Linked DNA regions of Anas platyrhynchos: region 1 is linked to region 2. The links are chromatin contacts, called in public Hi-C maps. All regions are on one chromosome and are shown on one strand. Each heading gives the region's core, a stretch centred on a gene start, on an enhancer-like site or on the middle of the called end of the contact. The rest is flanking DNA. Distances are from core to core; before and after follow the strand shown.

What was found. A called contact is a pair of places that touch in the nucleus more often than the background predicts.
Region 1: a Hi-C map of F1 follicle shows a contact between it and region 2, with 4 times the contacts expected there. The contact joins two enhancer-like sites. A contact is called at or near these places in 5 of 8 Hi-C or Micro-C datasets (F1 follicle, liver, skeletal muscle and 1 more).

Annotation. Positions count from the first base shown.
Region 1 is chr2:9,541,716-9,549,016 of IASCAAS_PekinDuck_T2T, forward strand. It overlaps CYRIB (CYFIP related Rac1 interactor B), which reads left to right. Exons shown (of 14, transcript XM_072034311.1): 5 at 1,911-1,947. Among named protein-coding and RNA genes, the nearest start is that of CYRIB, 45 kb to the left of the region's middle. Within about 2 kb of position 3,371, at least 1 of the 8 cell types and tissues checked has an H3K27ac peak or open chromatin away from gene starts, as enhancers often do.
Region 2 is chr2:9,457,917-9,464,859 of IASCAAS_PekinDuck_T2T, forward strand. ASAP1 (ArfGAP with SH3 domain, ankyrin repeat and PH domain 1) reads left to right here. Exons shown (of 30, transcript XM_072034307.1): 26 at 1,062-1,128; 27 at 4,019-4,077. Among named protein-coding and RNA genes, the nearest start is that of CYRIB, 39 kb to the right of the region's middle. Within about 2 kb of position 1,810, at least 1 of the 8 cell types and tissues checked has an H3K27ac peak or open chromatin away from gene starts, as enhancers often do.

The DNA.
Region 1 (7,301 bases), core at 2,121-4,620, 85 kb after region 2:
GGCATGCTCATCGGTACTAAATTTGGACCTGGAGGTGCTGGTTGGTGGCCCGCTGACCATGAGCCAGCAACGTGCCCAGGTGGCCAAGAAGGCCAATGGCATCCTGGCCTGTGTCAGAAATTGTGGGGCCAGCAGGACCAGGGAAGGGATTGGCCATTTGTATGCAGCACTGGTGAGACCTTGAATATTGTGTTCAGTTTGGGGGACTTTGAGTTGCTCTAGTGCGTGTGGAGAAGTGTGTGGTGAAGGGCCTGGAGCACAAGTCCTGTGAGGAGCGGCTGAGGGAGCTGGGGGTGGTTGGTCTGGGGAAGAGGAGGCTCAGGGGAGGCCTCATTGCTCTCTGCAACTGCCTGAAAGGAAGCTGTGGGGAGCTGGGGGTCGGCCTCTGCTCACAGGTAACCAGTGATAGGACCAGATGGAATGGCCTCAAGTTGTGCCAGGAGAGGTTCAGGTTGGACATCAGGAAGAATTTCTTCATGGAGAAGGCTCTCAAGCATTGAAACGGGCTGCCCAGGGAAGTGGTGCAGTCCCCATCCCTGGTGGTATTGAAGAGATGTGGACAGGGCACACAGGGACGTGGTTTAGTGATGGGGCTCTTTGGGTCAGGCTGATGATTGGACTTTGTGATCTTGAAGGTCTGCTCCAACTGAGGTGATTCTGTGACAAAGATGGGAATCCAGTTAGTGGATTCCTGTCTTTCTGCCTGTTGTTTGGTCTAACAGACCTATAATTCTGAGCTCTCCTGGTTGCTTCCCTTTTGCCTAAGGGCTCTAAACTTCTGTCCTCCTCTCCGTTATCACAAGAGCCCTGGAAGACTTTTGTTAATAATCAACTTTCATTCATTTCTCTAAAGCCTTGAGGACAAGCTAGCTGAGCATCAGCACACTTCTCAAAAGTGTTCAGCGCTTACAAATGGGATATTCTATATGGAAAGATGTGAAGAGCTGAGCAATTCTTCATTTTTCTAATAATTGTATCAGTTGGAAATTTAGTCATGTATTTGTAGCAATAAACTAATACTGTTAGGGATTTTTAATTTTTTCCTACCTTTGCTCCTATTGTGCTTTTTCTGCCTGTCACTTTCACATTTACTCATATACTTTGGCCATTCTAATGAATTTGGACTGTTCCTGATTGTTAATAGCTCTGTTTAGTTAGTCTATCTAAATTTAGTTGGACTTCCAGTCAAAATAATCTTAACCGGTGCTCTTGACTACCCAGAAATCTGTTTTTAGGTAGAAACTTCTCTGTTCTTAAATGTTGTTTCCTGTGTGATTTTTTTTTTATTTCAATTTTCTGTTATTTCAGGAAATGAGCTTTTTGAAGTAGTGTTTTTGTTGGATCTGACTGGTTTTGGTTTCTGTTCACAACTTGAGTTCAGCCCCGACCTGTAGGGGACCAACATTTTCCAGTTAGTGTTCTGGTTTTTGTTGTTTTGCCTCAAAGTGTGAATTGAGCAGTCTATGGTCATGAGGAGGAAAAAAACATGCATAAAGTATCTGGTGAGAGTAGGTGGGATTTAGGAGAATATGAATTAAATCTAATTTTGCCACTGATATTTTATTACAGCTTTGACCCTCTAGTAATTAAATTTATTATGGCATATGTGTTCTTTCAGAGTATCTAACACCAGCAGCCCTTTTCCCTAGAAACAAGTTTGTTGCCAGATAATTGTTCCCTATTTATTTGTATGCCTACAGATAGAACAATTCTGCATTCTAGTTTTTTCATGTATTTTTCAAAAGTCAGTAACACATAGCTTCAGAACTACATTTATGAGGTAGATTCTGAAGAATAGTACTGTCTGGAGCAGATGTGTTAGCTTTTGCAAGGCTGCATAGCATTACACTGAAGTTTTTTGGTGCTAAGGAATGTATTTTCATAATCTTTTTTTTTTTCTTTTGAAACAGAGTGGAGGCCAAGAACAGAGTGCAGCACTGGCTGTAGGTAAGAACCGAAACTTAACCTGCTTGAAAACTTTCCCGACACATAAGGAATGAAAAATTTAATATGGACGGGTAAAATGGGCCATACTGAATATTAGCAATTTTCTTTTCAAGAACTTCTTTTCCCCAAGTTGCTTCCACGACTTCTGCAAGCCATCATTTTCTTTGGGAAACCATTGATCTGTAGCCTAATGCATGTGTCCCTGTGGTTAAAGATACTAAATGGGTTGCAAGCATTTGGATTTTTGTTTACCTGGTACATCGCCACACAGCCTAGTAATGATTTTGAAGACTCACTGTAGCAATGTGCGTTTTTAGTGTGTAGAACACAGTAGTTAGCCACACTTTAAAACTTATCCTGGAAGATCATGTTTAAAATTCTTGGAAAATTTGAATGGTTTTTCCTTCTCGGTATTTTTTTTTGTCTCTTTACTTATGTTACTGCATAACTTCAAATCTTTTCTGAGCCACCTGCCTTAAGCCAGAAGCAATTACTCTGAGAAGGTTTATAAATCTGAACAGGTAGTATATGCTCATGTGAAGGCTTTCCTTTCTAGTTTTATAACCTGCTACTTTTTTAAGCTACTTCACAATGTGTTATAGTATGTGTTTATTGTGTTGTGCCAGCATAGCTGTCTTTTGTGTCATATTAGTAAGGTAACTACCAAATGTGAGATGGGATATATTTTACTTCCATTCCTGATGAATCATCAAAAAGTCATTCAAATTCTGGGGAGATCAATTAATTTTTCATCAGTTTTATTGACAATAGTGGGAAAACATTTGAGTGCCATATCCAAAACTCTTTTTGATATCCCATTCAGAAATTAAGAATATAAGGCACAGTTGCCTTATATTATTTCTGTCACAGAAATAATTTTTCCCTGATTTTAGTATTTGGTAAATGTGTTGAAAGACTTGCTTTGAAAGAACAACAACAACACTGATTTTGTTGAGATTTGTATCGTTTTTTGTTAATTTTTGGAGAGCTTATAGTGATTCCAGATCAGATAAACAGTCCATCTAATCTACTATCTTGCCTGTGTTATGGAGTCTAGGAACTGGGTAAGCATACAGTAATATTTTTCCCAATCTGCAACAGATGGATAGGAGAAGATCCAGTGTTAGCAGTAGTAGTGTTTTCACCTGGTAGTAGCCTTTAAATCCAGAGTCACGGGTAAGTGTTTTAGCAAAGCTGCAATTTGAACCAGTGCAAACCTTTACAGCAGGCTGTGCGTTTGCAAAGGATACAGTGTAAGAGTAACTGAAGCAGACCATGGGGCTGCGTAGCCAAGTACACGGTCTCCAGGAATTACCATTTTATTTCCCTCTGGATACATGCACTTGGTTTTGCTAATCCTTTCCCACTCCTCACTTACTCCTCTACCAGGACAGTGCTGCTTCTGCTCAGGAAGGTGAGTCATCCCTCACAGCTAGCAAAGCTCAGGGTATCGCTGGGAGTGCTGCTGCCTGCAGGAGGAAAGGCTGCCCAGAGAACAGCTACAGCACATGGCAAGAAACTTCTGTTTTCTTTGAAGAAACTGCATCAACGTTTCTGGTGTTGAAGGGAAATTGGTTATAAACAGAAATGATGCTGGCCACTTGAGCAGCCCTTCAGTTCAGATATCTCTGACTGTTAATGTTTTCACCTTCTCCAGCCGTGCTGAAACAAAACAGCTGCCAAAAGTTTGATAGCATCTCAAACCAAAAGGGGATCACCAGTGTAAAGGGCTTGAAGGGATTGGTAGAAGCCCTAACCAAGCAACATTTTGAACGGGGAAAACACCAGTAAGATAACAATGGTAAAGTTCTAGAGACTGTTGAAAACTTTAAAGCCTTTAAAGAATGAGGCAAACTTCATTAGATGGCACTTTCTGAATAAGGTTAACAATTGAAAAAGCTTAAAATACAGTAATACTTGAACCTTTAACATAAATAGATGCCTAGGGATGAACAGAAACCAGGAGGGAATATATTGATGATGGTTCTAGGTTAGAAATATTTTCAGACCAAGTGTTCTTGAGTCAAGTGTAATTGTTAAATGTGTTCAATGTTCTTTAATGGCTTTAAATTTAAACCAGTATGTACTGGTTTTCCCCTAGCACAGCTGCAGACTTGTAGCATCCTTTCTCAGTGAATTGCGCTGACCTGCATAAAGACCGATCAGCTCCTTATTTATTCTTGAGCCTGGTTCCTTCTAGTTTTGTTTAGTGCAACTGGTAATGTTAAGAGTCTGTGTTTTGTTTCTTTATTTATGTGTTCCTCATATTACTTATGACTTTATAGTTCTTTGTTGTATTTTCCCCACATCAGAAAATCTTTCAGATGAGGAGCATAAGACAGCTGAACTGTTTCTTCTGTGGAAGTTGTGGCAGAGCTTTGATCATCTGTGCAGTCCTTCATTATTTTTTTCCTGTTCTTCCATTTCTTTTTTGAGATTAAGGGACCAGAATTCCCTTGTATAAATTGCAGATTCAATACTGAAGTGTAATGGTGTTCCTCATTCCTTTCTTAATTCTGAACACCTAGATTAAGTATTTTTTTTAGCTGTTTATGAGCGTAATTAAATGCAAGCCTTAGCTAAACTGAGCATGACTTAAAGGTTTTGTTCCAGAATTGTAATAGCTTGGAGTGGAGAATCTTCAGTATAAAGTTAGGGTAGTTTTTACTTTGGTTCATCACTTTACACTTCCACAATTGGATTTCATTGTCATGTCATGTTAGCTTTGTGAGGTTCTTTTGCCTGCCTGCCTTTTTCCTCACTAGCCTGAATATCACCATGAGTTGCAAACTTCCTTTTTACTGCTCTGGACCTCCCCAGGTCATCTGCTTATGTATTGAACAGCATTACTGTGAGAAACTCCCTCCACTGGCGATGTCCCTCCATAGTGAGAATTGATCACTTACTATTTTTGTCTGTTCCTTCTAACTGTTCAGGGATCTTCCTTATCCTGTAGGTAGGTTTGTTTTTCTCTTTAAAAGCACTCTTTTGAGTACTTTTAATGAAGGGCACTGGTAATCCAGCTAGTTTATGTCAGCCGGATTGCCATTATCTGATTGGCTTGGCTCACTACACTTTGATAGCCCTCCTTTCAGTAATACCTCCAGACCATATCTTCATAATATATCATCACCTCTTAAAAAGTTATTCTGTGTGCATTATCATAGCTAAACCAAGGAGGGTCTCCACTAAAGTACCTAATGAATTATGAGTCTCTAGGTCCCTTTCAGCTAGACTTGTAAATGAGAGCAAACACCTTGTGGTGCAAGATGGTACAGCTTTGCAGAATTCACTGAGGGACCAGTGCAGGAAATCAGAGCTCCACATAACGCTCCTCATACTTGCTGCTGATCTCACAGGATTGCAGGTTGTGTAACATCTCTGGAGAATAGCAAACATTCCCCTGTATTTCCAATAGTGGAAACTAGGTGGGAATTAAAAAGTATAAAACAAGATATTCAGCACAATTAGTTCGCATTGGTCTAGGCTTTTTTTTCCACACTACCTTTCTAACAAAGAAAAAATAGTATTGAGACTCAAGGTAGTCGATGCTATGCCTCATGAGACAATCTGAAGAACTAACTGGAAATAACAGACTGCTGCAGAAACCTGATCTTGCAAGAAATCTCTTGTGAAATTTTGAAGAAGCAAACAACCATGTAGAGACCATTTTTTTCCCAGCCTAATGCCTGTCTGACTTTGTTTCTGTTCTGAAAACAGATGGATGGGGTAGCATTCTGCTGATCGTCTTCTGTTGTACCGTCAGGAACCTGGTGGGTTTCGTTAGCTGACTGCAAGCATGCTCTGTCTGATGGGTGGTTTGGTAAAGGAAGGCTCTACAGAAAAATCAGAAAGCTTTCCTGGAATACCCAGTTCTGCCTTCCCTGCTATGAGTTTTGGAGGGCCATAGGACATCTATTCCTCTGTGGTTGGCCAGGGACAGGTTGTCAATGAAATTCTGAAATGGACAGTCAGCATCAGCTTCATACACGTGAGATTTGCGTTTGCACAAGCTAAGAAAATCTTTTGAGATTAAAATATGTAAATGAATAGATATACCCATCAGCTTTTTGACTAGATAATATAACATTGTTAGGATAGGAGCTGCAAGGCACTGAAAGGGCTTCAGTGTAGTGGTTCAGAGCCAAACTAAAATGAAACGTTTCATTTCAGCATTGAGGAGCAATGCAGATGACTGTACTCCTTGCATGAGCACATTAGATGGCAGTAATGGGCAGGCCGTTTGTCAGAGCCTCAGAGGAAACTTCATCCAGCTTGCTTACTGAAGTGTATGGCAGTCTGATTTGCATGGATAAAAATGGAGCTGTTCTGAAGGAAAACACATTTCCATATAAACTCGGGATTGCAAAAGAGTGCTTTTTCACGAGTAAAATGCCAACTCAAGGTGGTAGAGCAATTGTATTAGACCCTGTAGTGAAGATAGGGGTTGAACATATCTCACTGCTGTCCAGACAATAAAAGGAGAACTTTTTTTTTTTACTCTTGAATGAAAAGCTGACGGGAGGAGGGTTTGGCACACAAATTGTTTTGGTTGTGTGTTTATTTTTGATAAAGGAGCTTGATAGCTCTTAAACCATAGCCTTGAATTACAAAACTTATTATAGTAGAGAAATAGTGCTGTTTTAATAGGGATACCTTCTTTTGTAGAGTAAGAAGAGCTTTTGTAAAAATATTTTCTAAAAAATTTCAATCTCCATCTCTTGTTGAATGTATTTTTTCATCTTTATGTACCTTCAATATTTTCTTTATTCAAAGAAAGTTGAGAACATTCAGTTTTTATCATTTTATCAGTATGGAGAAAAAAAATACTTTAAGATCAGCCAGTTTTTCCCTGATAATCTCAGTTGGTTAAATACTGTATTTGGGCTGGAAGGAAATTGCTGGCTCTCAGTCATGTAAGATGCTAAGATAGTATAAAATAGTGTCAACACATTTGTTACACGCTTCCCTTTATCTGGAAGATGAAATTGTAAGGCAGTGACCTCTGTTGGAGGAGTTACAGCACTGCAGAAGACTTCCTGAGATTTAAAACTTCTAAGGAGAAAGTGAAGTGTAAATTGCGTTTGGGTATAAATATGTCTAGAGAAAGCCTTTTGTCTCCTAAAAGCTATGATTTTTTATTATTATTATTTTATTTTTTTTACTTACAGGCTTGCTCTTGGCATAGTTGCAGAGTTACTCAAGGGTAAATCAGAGTGGACTTCTCACAGCCTCATCTCTCCCCTTTCCAATACAAATTCTGTTTTAAAAATCAGAATAATCCTTCCAGACAAACTAGGTCTTGCTGTGAACTTGTCTGGCACTCCATAATGACATGAACTATGATAAACTAA
Region 2 (6,943 bases), core at 560-3,059:
ATTCACATATGTTCTAGAAATGTCTTTTTGATGATGCTGGATTTCCATAGCAACCATGAGATATTTTTGTTTTCCATAGGATCTATATGTGAAAGGCTTAGTTTGTTTTTAGTCTTAAAAATGTTTTGTACTTCTCCTTTCTTTTTTTCTTTAATATAAACAAAAACTTTTAGGGAGGCTCAGCCTTCTCTGTTTCATTTAGACCTCAATGCACTAAGAATGCTATCTAGCAAGGTATGTCATTCTTTTGCATAGGAAGTGTTGTGCATTCTCGGATCATTAAATGCCATTTTAGTCAATTTTGTCTCTGAAATAGATGTAATGTTTTTGAAGTTGGCTTTCAGGCTGTTGAGATATGCTGTAACATAAGGGAGAAGGGGGAACAAAAAAGGCACTAAAACAAAGTAGTTGGATAATGATTAATGAAAGAAAAGCTTTCTGTTGAAGGAGCTGAGAAGCATGTGGGTTTGGATTTTACTACATTTTGATATAACTGAATATACCCAGGATCTTGTTTTTACCATGAGTTAACGTTCAATTTATGGTGATATTATGGTAACAAGGCTTAAAGAATAGCCTTTGATTTAATGACTCTGTACAATAAAATACCAATCCTTAGAAAGTTGATACTTTGTGAATAAAATCAAATTTGTGTTGATTTTTATAACGGTTTGCTTTATAATTCAAAATGTAAACATCTGCCATAAATATATTTGGATACTGGCCTGCAGTATCTCCTTTTCAGAGAAAATTGAAACACAGTATTCAAAACAAATGCCTTACAGCATCAACTCAGCAATGTAATTCAGTCTTCCCTTGACAGCAGATGTGAGCTAGCAGTGAATTCTGAAATGTGCTATATGAAAGGTCAGATTGGATTATTGAGGTCCCTGTAGCTTTTTCAGTTACTAAATTGTTAGCAAAGAATGATCTTTAAAATCTTCAGGCATTGTATAGAGCATACTTGAAAGACTGTGGACTTTGCTTTAAGTTGCACCCTCTGCTGATCGTATTTCAGTTATCCTAATGTTCATTTTTGTAATTGTTTTTTTTCGCCTCAGGTAATGATTTGGGCCCACCTTCAACTAAGGCTGCAAATAAGTTTGAGGGGATGTCTCAGCAGTCAAGGTAAACATCTCTATATAAAAGGGAAGATGAAAAAAGTCTTTTGTATGAAGTAAAATCCTAGCTGGTTCTTCATTAGTTTTCTGCATGCATTACTGCCATACAAATACTTTGGCTTCATCGAGCCTCCTACGCTTCATTCGTGGCTGCCCATACACAATTCACCCTTTGAACAGGATGGACAGAATGACTTGTACCAGAATATCTGCCTGTTGTTCCTACAGAAGCGAGGCCTGAACTAGGGAATGTTGCCTCGGATCACAGTCCAGCGGGACAAAAGTTTAATTTCCACGTCTCCTGACATTTCATGTTATCTGCTTCAATGTGAGGTCTCATACCCGTAACTGTGGAAAAACAAAACATTTCACAGTGTCACTCTTGATATAGGTAGACATAGAAGTTAGCTCTATAGCAGAGAGGGATCGTCTCGGTCCTCCAGGTTGACTCTGTTCCTTTCTGCCAGGTTTATGTGCTGACACACAAGTCTGTAGGAACACAAAACATTCATCTGGCCCCTAGTTAAGTGTCTTTTTCAATAGCTGGACTAGTAAGGAGAGCCACATAGTCCTGTCACTGTTTGTTACTTCATCTGTGTTGCAATTCCAGAGTCCTTAGGTTCAAAGCATAGTAGTGGTAACAAACACATGCCTCAAGCAGGATGATGGAGTCCTTCTCTGGCCACAGATGTGTGTGGTCAGGGCATGGAGATGGATGTGTAACATCATGCACGTCACAGGAGATGTGCAGATGGAGCTTGTGGACATGCTCAGTGTGAGATCTGCCTTGCCTGGACAGACTGTGTTTGTGTTCTTGGTAGCACAGCAGACTTGCCATATTTGCTGAATCCATCTAAGTGTCATTTGGAATTCAAAGAAAAAGTGGTGATGTTCTGCATCACAAGGAGCTGGTGCCATACTTGATATGTGTAAGGTGACGGTAAAAGTGTGAGATATGTGCTTGATGGTATTAGTCAAAGGCCTGGGTAATTACATGTTGAAGATTGAGTTTGGCTCTTACAGTTTTATGTCATGATGTATTTTAGCTTTTAAAGCCAGGAAATTAAGCTTTAGTGTTCCATTGTGCTCATTTTCAAAAGTTACCTTCAGAAACAAGGAGTACTGGGATCAAGGTTGCTGATGCAGCAGAAGACTCTGCTTTGTTAAATGTATACTGACGAGCTTGTCACTCCCCTCCCTTGTTTGAGTAATTACTCTGAAATTATACTGATTTTTATTTATTGATCAAATTTTTTCATGCCTTGAGTCTCTTTTGTAATGTTTTTTTTGAGTAAGGAAATCTGAATCAACCTAAATATGTCATGAAGAAGCAGAGCTAGCTATAACTTCATCATCTATGCTTAAAGAGCCTCTAAATGAGAAGCAATGAAGTTACCCTAGCAAAACGTTCAGAAGGCTGGAGTCCAAAGGCACAAACCTCGTCAGAATTGTAACTTCGTTAAAGCAGAACAACCTGTCAGATTATTTTCCCTTTTACGGCAGGGTTTAGCTGGTGCCAAGCCTGCTGGTAGTTTAGGATTAAATTGAGTTAAGGAAGCAAGTATTTTATAAGATTGCTTGTTTGAGGAAACAGGTGTCACTGTTGTGTTTGGATCAGGAGCGAAACATTTTCAACAAATAGCTTATTTCCTTAAAGATCAGAGTTCATTTTAATGCATTGTTTGTTTTAAAACAAATAAAAAAGTAGGTCTTCTGGGGAGCCTCTTCCTAACTGAGTATAGAAAGCAAAAGGAATCACAACCATTTATTTATACATACTTGTAACTGATATTTGCAAAGCCTCGTAGGGTTCAGTGTCCTAAGACAGTGTAGTATGTCTCAAGGAGAGCTACCTGTGACATAGGTAGACCTGGCTGCTGACAGCAAGTTACAAAAGTATAATTCAGTGCCTGTGATTGATGTGTAAATTGACCACATGAAAAATGAAAATTCCAATCTGCTAGTCAAGATGTGGTGGTCTTATAAACGTCATCTTTGTGTTTCTTACTCACTGGTGTAAGAGTAGTTCTAAAAAGCATACAAGTATGTGCACAGATTTGTGTAATTCTTTTTGAGTCCTTTTCTATAAAAATGAGTAAGGTATGCTATTGTTGGAAGGATTGTGATTCTCTTTTGTTGAAGTTTGTAGCAATTTTTGCAAAGTTGAGATGTCCTGCTATGAATTCCAGGGGTGAAAAAAAAAAAAAGTCCAGAGTGGAAAGAAAGCATAGGAGGAAAGTTGATAATATGGAACTATATAAGACTTTTGTACTGTAATGAAATACTCCCAGCTGTCCTGCTTGTATTGTTGCTTACCACTATGAGTAGCTAACATGGCTGTAACAGAAGTTCAGAAGTTGACAATGATGTAGGGTGTTGCTTGCCTGCAGGTACCAGTACTTGAGTAGCAGATATGTTTTTGCCTAATGAAGTTGCAGTTTTGTGTGCAGTTACATTCATGCAAGGCATAGACCCAGTCCTGGAAAACTTCAAACCACTCGCATAAAGGACAGTTGATATTTTAAATGATTCTATATAGTTATTTTAATATTGAAAGACTGAAGATTCTTTCAAGTTCAGGGTCTCTCCACTGAGCTGGTCTGGGCATTCAGCTTCATCCATTTTCAGAGTACATTTTTGCACATTTTGTTTATAGAATAAATCTGCCCTGTAGCAGTAGAGCTGAGTGGTGTTTGTGTGTCCCTTTCTCTGTTTAGAAAAGCAGTCTGTTCTTAACAGCACTTTGAGTTTTGGGATTGTTGCACAGAGAAGGTGACAAATTGGTTATACAAAAAAAAAAAAAGTGGATTTTTCTAAATTATGGTTGTGTAGGGGAAAAAAATAGAAGAAATACACTTTATAACAATTGCACTAATAATTCACATCTGTTGATTTAGCACTGGGACTGCAAAGACTGCACTTGGCCCTAGAGTTCTTCCCAAACTACCTCAGAAAGGTAAGACTGTTTTTTGTGGGTATTCTCATAATTCTCTCTTAAATGTGTGTGACAGTATGTGTTTGTGTCAAATATACTGGTCTTTTCAGCAAAAGCTTTATTTCCAAAACACCACAAACCATGGAACTTTACATGGAACTTTAACTGAAAAGGTTTTGGAGGTTGGGAAACTTTTTATTAAACTAAAAGTTAGTTAGATCTATAAAACGTAGTGAAAGAAGGAAAAAAAAAAAATAATATCAAAACAATAGAAGCTGAAAGAGACCTCAGGAGGTCATCTGGTCCAATACCCCACTCAGAGCAGGGACAACTTAAAAACTAAACTAGTACTATAGATTGTCTTAGAGGTCCTTTCGGTCCTTTCCAACCTGAATGACTCTGCAATCCTATGAACTTTTTGACACGAGAGCAGGTTGTTGAATGCCATATGCAATCACTTTTTGAGTATCTGGGTGGATAACTTCTCTCAGCACTCCTTTTTTCATCTTTGGCCACTGTTATTGTTGAATTCTTTACCTAATATCCATATGTCCAGTTTCTTAATATCTTTGAAACAAGTGTGTCCATTGCCGTGTTTTGGCAAACAGGGTTGTTGTCCTTTTAACTACTTGGAAAGGAATCTGGTACTCTTATGTGCTCATTTATATACGTATGTATATCAGTGACAAACTTGCTGAGATCATCATCCCAGTCAACACCTTATGGTCTTTTTCTTTTTAGAAATGCTTTTTTTATCCTCTTTAAATAAAACCTGCCTTACGAGTTCAAAGGTTTTTTGCACTTCTGCATCAGACTATAAAATAGTAAGCAGGCATACATGCTACTTCCTCATAATACAGAATCCATCAAGAATACATTATGCGTGTATGAGTGGATGATTACTCAGGATTATAGAGCCTGAAGATCAGGAGGTGAATACTGCCTGTCCAAACTTTTAAAACTAGATGTCTGAACTGTAGAGCACAAACGAGTTCAAAAGAAAATGCAAATGTGAAATTATTAAATGATAATTATGATATTACATCGTCTTTTGAAAGAGACACTAATGATATGATAGAGTATGAAAAGTAGTATTACTCTACATTACAGTAGAGTAGTGAAATCAACATGTCTTTGACTTAAATTTTCACCTGTAACCATCTATATCATTTTAATATGGGATCAATCAAAGCATAAGGCTTTGATAAGAGCTAGCGTCGGTTTGGCATACTATTTAAGTCTCAAGCCAATGTGGATGATCAGTGCTTGTACATTTCCTACTAGTTAAGTCTAGTAGCTGTTTTAATTGAGGCTTCTAATAATAGCTATTCAGTTTCTCCAGGTAAATTATGCAAATTTTTGCTCTTTTGGTATAAATAACCATAAAACAGCATGAAAAGGTTCTTTGTAGTAGGTGATACTCAAAGTGAGTGGTGTTGCTTTCTTAGTAAAATGTCGTACCACCTTTTTTGGCTGGTACGATACAATAAACCAATTCTGAATACAATATAAAATGATTTCTTCTAGTCAAAATTTGTTACTTTTGTTATGGATCACAACTTTTTTCTTCTTTCTCTCATTTTCCCTTGCATCTCCTTTAATACAAGGTTGTTTGGCTTGGGGACTTTTTGTTGTCTTCAGTTTAAGTTTTTAAGGTAGATTTTAGTCAAGTAGCATTATACCATTAGAATTTTTCTTAAGGGAATAAGCAGTAGAATCAGCGCATGACACCGAGGAAAAGCTATTTTCATTTTCTTTCCATAAAATTTGCAAAATACATCATTGTAGAATATCTCCTCTTTAGTAAATTGTACACATTTAAAATCACACACAGAATCACACAGAATCTCTAGGTTGGAAGAGACCTCAAGATCATCGAGTCCAACCTCTGACCTAACACTAACAGTCCCCACTAAACCATATCCCTAAGTTCTACATCTAAACGTCTTTTGAAGACTTCCAGGGATGGTGACTCAACCACCTCCCTGGGCAGCCTGTTCCAATGTCTAACAACCCTTTCAGTAAAGAAATTCTTCCTAACATCTAACCTAAAACTCCCCTGGCGCAACTTTAGCCCATTCCCCCTCGTCCTGTCACCAGGCACATGGGAGAACAGGCCAACCCCCATCTCGCTAGAGCCTCCTTTAATATACTTATACAGAGTGATAAGGTCACCCCTGAGCCTCCTTTTCTCTAGGCTGAACAAGCCCAGCTCCTTCAGCCGCTCCTCATAGGACTTGCTCTCCAGGCCCCTCACCAGCTTCGTCGCCCTTCTCTGGACCCGCTCAAGCACCTCGATGTCCTTCTTGTAGCGAGGGGCCCAGAACTGAACACAGTACTCGAGGTGCGGCCTCACCAGAGCCGAGTACAGGGGGACGATCACCTCCCTAGCCCTGCTGGTCACAGTGTTTCTGATACAAGCCAGGATGCCGTTGGCCTTCTTGGCCACCTGAGCACACTGCTGGCTCATATTCAGCCGACTGTCCACCATCACTCCCAGGTCCTTCTCTGCCTGGCAGCTCTCCAGCCATTCCTCTCCCAGCCTGTAGCTCTTCTTGGGGTTATTGCGCCCCAGGTGCAGGACCCGGCACTTGGCCTTGTTAAACTTCATACAGTTGACCTCAGCCCATCGGTGCAGCCTATCCAGATCCTCCTGCAGAGCCTTCCTACCCTCAAGCAGATCGACACACGCACCTAGCTTGGTGTCATCTGCAAACTTACTGAGGGTGCACTCAATGCCCTCATCCAGATCATTGATGAAGATGTTAAAGAGGACCGGCCCCAGCACCGAGCCCTGGGGGACGCCACTAGTGACTGGCCTCCAACTGGACTTGGCTCCATTTACCACAACTCTCTGGGCCCGGCTATCCAGCCAGTTTCTAACCCA